Regions from separate parts of the Hordeum vulgare genome. Here region 2 is linked to region 1. The links are chromatin contacts, called in public Hi-C maps. All regions are on one chromosome and are shown on one strand. The core of a region is the stretch at or near the end of the contact, and the rest is flanking DNA. Distances in the headings are between cores, read along the strand shown. Region 1 holds the start of LOC123401725 (DNA topoisomerase 2). Region 2 holds the start of LOC123401314.

Region 1 (3,433 bases), core at 907-3,406:
GGTCGAACCTATTTAATTTAATTTATTTAATTCAATTTTCATCGAGGTGTTTTCTCGGGCTTTCTACATGCCTTAGGTACGTGCATCCGAACTCTCCTTATTATTCAGTTCAACTCGAGATTAGAGAAAAGAAATCAACCAATTTGCAATGTGATAAAACATTAGGAGGTAAAAGGTTAACTGCTGAGGCTGGAAAAAGTAAATAACATGAGAATTAACAACCGGTTCTCCATCGTCTTTCAAAGAATAATCATGAGTCTTCTTTCCTCTTCTTTCTCTGTTTACAGAATATCAAGTGAGGACATCAACACTTTAGTCACAATCCTCAGGCCTCTTGTCTGTAAGAACAAAAGCCACAAGTCAGCAGAGACAAGTAGTAGCTACAAACAATACATCAATAATGCCAATGGTAACATATATATGTCACAGTTGACCATAGCTCTTTCACATGAGTGTAAGGCTCCAGGAAAAATATGAGTCGTTCTTTGTTTGAGCCAGTGGACAAGATATATAGATCATTTTCAGACTTGATGTAGGGACAATTAGAAATAAGACGAATTACAGAATGGAAGACAAAATGTAGCTTGGTTATTCATTTTCTTATCCGAATTCCCGGTACACCCTTTAACCCCATCTTCCAGGCGGTTTTCCTATATAGCGTCGGAGGCTTTTTCATGCCGATAGAGACGCCGAACCTACTTGCCAGGTCAGTAAGCATGACTTTGTCTCTGCTAACATCAGCTCTCGAGTTATAGTAACCAAGCCATGCATGGTATGCGGCTTCCTTGATGCTCATGTCAACAATCTTGATCGAATCATCAACCATCAGTAACAGAAAATTCAGACGAGAATGTATGCATATAACACTGAAATACAAAATATGAACAAGTATGCCAGGCCAAACCTTTTGTTGAAGATGAGGAGAACGTTTTTTTTAGAAGAAGATGAGCAAAGTGTTCCGGAGGACGCGCTTTGTGTCTCGTGCGGAGGCTTGGTGTCTATGCTCAGAGTAGCTCACTCGCAAGAGTTTAGCAAGTTGTGCAAAAAACAATTTAAAATATATATTATTCAATTTATTTTTTGAAAATATGTTGTACACAAAAATGCTATTACCCATCAAAAAACAAAACATCATTACCACTCAATAAAAATGATAATTATTATTAAAAAAGTAATCCAATTTTTATGTAAGCATTACATTATAATTTAAAACTTTTAAAAAAACTTCTTTCGTCTAAAAATAGATGTCTTACATTTAATATTATAATTTACATTTAACATTTAATGACAAAACAAATGGGCTCTGCACTTTTTTTTAGCCCGGTGCAACGCACGGGCATTTGTACTAGTCTCTATCTATGGGAGCAAAAAGGGCATACCTCGGCCCAATGGTGCAGCACGACGACGTGCTCACGATGGTGACACTCCTCTTCGTGGTCTTTGCAGGAAGGAGAAAGTGGCCTTCGGTTGAGCTTTGGATAACGGGTTTACGTCGTCGAGTACCATTTAGACGATATGCAACCCTTCTTCCAGCCATGGACGACGTCGAGTACCATTTAGACGATATGCACATTTAGACGCCCGTTTAGACGAGGTGTTGGACGTTGGTTTTTGGATCATATCGTCTAAAACCGGTACACACATCCGTTTAAACGTGTTACTGAAGATGCTGTGACACGGAGATCCGGGACTCTTGTATCCTTACGTCATCGAACCGGCGGACGGAGGATGAAGGAGTCCGCGGACTCGCCGGCGATCGACAGTGGGATTGGATGCACCCTGTTCTCTCCTGTGTTTTTTTTTCTGAGGTAACCGTCAAGTTTTTTCTTTTTAGGTCCGAGGTAACCGGGAATAGCTTGAGTTTGTTTTACTTGACACTCTGGCCCGGCCCATTTTACGGGCGCTGCAGCGAGTGAAGGGAAGGGAACGGCTCGAGGATGTTCCATGTCTTAAAAAAGAAAAAGAAAAAGAAGGCTCGAGTATGTTCGACTCCCGTCCCGTCGCTCACCCGCCGTCTCCAAAATCCCCATCCGACCGGGACCCGCTGGCCGCACACGCGCAGCGTCGCCCGCTCCCCCAAATTCAAATTTCGAATTGCCCCTCCGCTCCCAGCCCGTCCACTTTAAACCCCACCCCATTCCCCTCCCCTCCCCTCCCCCAGATCCCCAATTCCACCCCCCGCCTCGCATTTCCACCCCCACCACCAAAACCCTAGCGCGGCCACACAACCTCTGTGTGCCGCCATGGCGCCCGCCGCGAAGAAGCCGCCGCTCAAGTCCAGCTCCTCGCACAACTCCGCCGCGGGGGATGCCGCCGGGAAGACCATCGAGGAGATGTACCAGAAGAAGACGCAGCTGGAGCACATCCTGCTGCGCCCGGACACCTACGTCGGCTCCATCGAGAAGCACACGGCGGCGCTCTGGGTCTACGAGAACCGCGCCATGGTGAACCGGCAGGTCACCTACGTCCCCGGCCTCTACAAGATCTTCGACGAGATCCTCGTCAACGCCGCCGACAACAAGCAGCGCGACCCCTCCATGGACTCCCTCAAGGTCGACATCGACGTCGCGGGGTGCTGCATCTCCGTCTTCAACAACGGAGACGGCGTGCCCGTCGAGATCCACCAGGAGGAGGGCATCTACGTGCCGGAGCTCATCTTCGGCCATCTCCTCACCAGCAGTAACTACGACGACAACGAGCGGAAGACCACCGGCGGGAGGAACGGCTACGGCGCCAAACTCGCCAACATCTTCTCCACGGAGTTCGTCATCGAGACCGCTGACGGGCGCCGCCAGAAGAGGTACAGGCAGGTGAGACAATCATGGACCCCGTGAGCGTTCTACGGTTGATATTCTGGTTTTCGGGTCGCTGTTTGGGCCTGGATTAGTTAGAACTGCACGCATCTGAAGAATCGATGTGCCATGTGACTGTACTGAGGCGCGGTTGGTTGTGACCACACCAGAGTTGATAATAATCTGTTAATATTGGAGTGCGAGACTGTACTTCTTATTATTTTTCTTACTGTGAACGAGATTTTGATATTAGAGTGGAGCATTTGCGTTGTTTAATCCGGCAAACGGCTAGAAATTTTGCAGGGTTGGTTCAAATTTTTTCGTCTGTTGAACCTACCTGAACAAGGTTTTCTTAATTATTCTATACTAAGAATTCGAATATTGTTTCCTTTGATAGTTGCAAGCATTGGCCGGTATGAGGAACCTAGCCGCATAAGGTTTCCTTAATGTAGGATTGGTACACACAGTAGGAGTATATATTAACTAATGTCTCCTGTACGTTCGTTAGGCACAGCCACCCAAATCACCAAGCACATGATACATTGTGACATTCCTCCTTGAATGCATGTGCAGGTTTTCTCTGAGAACATGGGGAAGAAGTCGGAGCCTGAGATTAAGAAGTGCAAGCAATCAGAGAACTG
Region 2 (3,365 bases), core at 786-3,285, 300 kb before region 1:
AACGATACGACCCATTAGGTCGGCCTGTAAGAAATGGGCTGGTCGTCCGAGGACCCCTTAATCCCGTACTCCCTCAATACCCACCAAAAATACTAATTAAATTATCCCACAAAATTCTCTGTCCAAAGCCTATACATCAAACTCGGTGCCACCAACTTTATACACTCGGCCATACCGATTTTCATCTAAGGCAGAACCTATGCCAAACCTTAGCAATCTCGGTACCACCAACATTCCTTTCGGTGCCACCAATATCAGTGACCAACTTCTTGTATGCCATTTTTAAGAATCCATAAATTCTGGGTTTTGGAATCGGTCTCATCGAGATTTGAAAACTGCCCTAGGTCACCCATATCGGCACCACCAAGATTCCTATATCGATCTCATCGAGAATACAAAAGTTGCCACATTTTGCACTAGTTGGTGCCACCGAGTTGGGCAATAATGTTGTAATGGTTGGATTTTTGGAGATGCCTATATATACCCATCCACCACCTCTCATTCGAAGAGGAAGCATGCAGAATACGCATACACTTGCCATATCCATTTTTCTGTGAGAAAGCCACCCACTCATGTGTTGGGATCAAGATATTCCAATCCATCCATTTGAGACTTGATCTCTAGCCTCCACAAGTTTCTTTCCACCCAATCAATCTCTTCTATCCAAACCAAATCTATGAGAGAGTGATTGAGTGTTGAGGAGACTATCTTTTGAAGCACGAGAGGAAGGAGTTCATCGTACTACCGCATATATTACCTTTTGAAGGGTGATGCCTCCTAGATTGGTTAGGTGTCGTTTGGGAGCCTTCTACTTCGTGTTGTGGAGTTGAACCAATAAGTTTGTGAGGGCAAGGAGATCGCCTACTTCGTGAAGATCTATCCCGAGTAAGGCTAGTCCTTCGTGGACGTAAGACATGGTGGAATAGACAAGACTGCTTCTTCATGGACTCTTCGTGGGTGGATCCCTCCATGGACTCGCGCAACCGTTACCCTTCGTGGGTGGAAGTCTCCACTAATGTGGACGTACGATAGCACCACCTATCGGAACCACGCCAAAAATCGCCGAGTCAACCTTTGCATTTGATCTTCCTATCCCTACCCTCTATTTACATGTGCATGACTTTACTTTCCGCTGTTATACTCTTAGACTTGCATGTGTAGGGTGTGCTTGATTTACAGCAATTGCTAAACCTTACCCACAACTAAAATTGAGGAAAAACTAAGTTTTTATTTGGTCAAGTAGTCTAATATACCCTAGACATACTTCGGATCCCACAACCATGTCCTCACCTCCATCACGCAGAGTCGTGCTCCTCGCCACTGTCGACCAAACCTGCTCGTTACGGAGACCTTGCCGGAGGTGACATCCTATGCAACATCACGTGGAGAAATGTGAAGGACCCGGCCATCAAATGCCCTACACCTTGCGCCGCCCTGGAAATAATGTCCTCCTCCTCATCATCATCATGGCATCCGACGTTCCCAACAACGACTGCCTTGTGCTCCTTCAGTCGATGGTGATGACAGTGAGGACGTCCCATCCACGACCAACGCCGTCGACTAGCCTAATTCCGACAAAAAAGAAGAGGACATGGAGCGTCACCATGGCTTGGGTCCCACGAGGGCCACACCCCATATCCTACCCCCCTTCCTGTGCACAACTTAACTTTCCGGGGCTCAAGGCTGATGAGCTTACCGGACATGCAAAAACAAGATGTGGAATACGGACGCTGTCGCTGCGGACGATCATTTAGACTATAGGTTAAAAAAGTCTCGCCCACTTTTATTAGTTGAAATATGTTGAAAATATAAAGATTTTGATCTGGGTTATATGGAAATTATCCGATTTACATAAAAATTACTATCTGATTTGAATGTTTACATGGAAAATATCTGATTCATATTCAAATCACGTTTGAAACATATACGGACACGGTTGAATGACCCATAGATACCTCCTCGCGCGCTGGCGCCGCTCCTGGTTTCCGTGCCCGGGCTCGACTCGACCAGCCAGGCCAGCGCGTCGGTTGCCGTCTCTTTTCCCTTCCACATTTCCCCCCCTCCACGCGGTCCAGACCAGCCAAGAACAACAAACCGCTCCAAAAGAAAAGAGAAAAGAACACCTTTCTATTTCCCACTTTCTTTAATTTTTTTTCCTTCTAGAACGAGGAGCGAGAAGAAACACATTCCGGAGCCGCGCCGGAGCCGTCCGCCGTGCCGGCCTCGAGCCAGCGCACCGCCAAGGCCCCACCCCGCCGAGGGTGGAGGAGAGAAGAGGAGAGGGAGGGCGACGGCGACGGCGACGAGGAGGCGGCTCCAGGAGCCCCGCGGGATAAGCTTCTAGAAGCTGCCGGAGGCGGGGCGGGGGCGAGCGCAGCGCGATCTCGGCCGAACCTGCCGCGCTGAGGAGGCGCCGGGGAGGGCGCCTCCCGGATGCCGGCGCCCTCCGTGACTTGAATGGAAGGCAGATCTCGAGGGCGAGGGAAGCTTCTAGAAGCGGGCTGAGGAGGCGCGGTTAGTTCGTTAGGGTTTGGCCTGGCGGTGGGAGGCGGGGCGGGATGGGGGGAGGCTCCGAGGGAGGAGGAGACGCGGACGAGGCCTGCTGCAGCGTCGGGGACACCTCGCCGGGGACCATCGTGTGGGTGCGCCGGAGGAACGGCTCCTGGTGGCCCGGCAGGATCCTGGGCCAAGACGAGCTGCCGCCGTCGCAGATCATGTCCCCAAGGTCCGGCACGCCGGTCAAGCTTCTCGGCCGCGAGGACGCCAGCGTGTAAGTTTCCACTCTCCTGCCTTTTTGGTTTTCTTCTCAAGAAGAAGAAGACGCCCTGTTAAGTTCGATTACCAGTTGTTTCTGATGCTGCATTTAGGACGCTGAGTTTGGAACTTTGATGGAAGAAACAATGCCTAGGCAGAGTCTAACTGCTATCATTAAGAGTAGCATTTGTCCATGAAATCAGCTAGTTGAATCCTAAATCATGCTATAACCCCAATCAAGTTTTGTTCGAGGAGCCTGGGAGGTGGCTCCGCCTCTGATTGTACCCGGAAATCTGTTTTTTCATGCTCGCTGTTAAGCTCGGTACCAGCTTATTTGCTGTCTGTGCATGCATTTTGAGATGAAATTTTGATCTGTTCACATGATACATTAGGCCATTTCCAACGCCCGGCGCTAGGAGAGGGTGCCAGGGAACATTTCCCAGCCGATCGGCGGTTGCGTCATCAATTCCTAGCGTTTGATGCGGCATCGGCGCAAAATCTTGCCACGAGCTCTGTGCGATCTTTTCCGCATGAGAAAAGACAAGAACCGCTATGTCTAATCGTGTTTTTTGTGTGAATATATTTCTAATCAAAGTTAAAAAGAGCGCTAG

What was found. A called contact is a pair of places that touch in the nucleus more often than the background predicts.
Region 2: a contact with region 1 is called in a Hi-C map of leaf, with 5 times the contacts expected there. The contact joins the promoter of LOC123401314 here to the promoter of LOC123401725 in region 1. A contact is called at or near these places in 4 of 6 Hi-C or Micro-C datasets (leaf and seedling) and 1 of 1 datasets of contacts at active chromatin or transcription factors (embryo).

The regions. Positions count from the first base shown.
Region 1 is chr6H:457,856,055-457,859,487 of MorexV3_pseudomolecules_assembly, reverse strand. LOC123401725 (DNA topoisomerase 2) reads left to right here and starts at 2,156. Exons shown (of 21, transcript XM_045095581.1): 1 at 2,156-2,810; 2 at 3,366-3,433. The coding sequence starts at 2,244.
Region 2 is chr6H:458,157,435-458,160,799 of MorexV3_pseudomolecules_assembly, reverse strand. LOC123401314 reads left to right here and starts at 2,035. Exons shown (of 4, transcript XM_045095094.1): 1 at 2,035-2,770. The coding sequence starts at 2,559.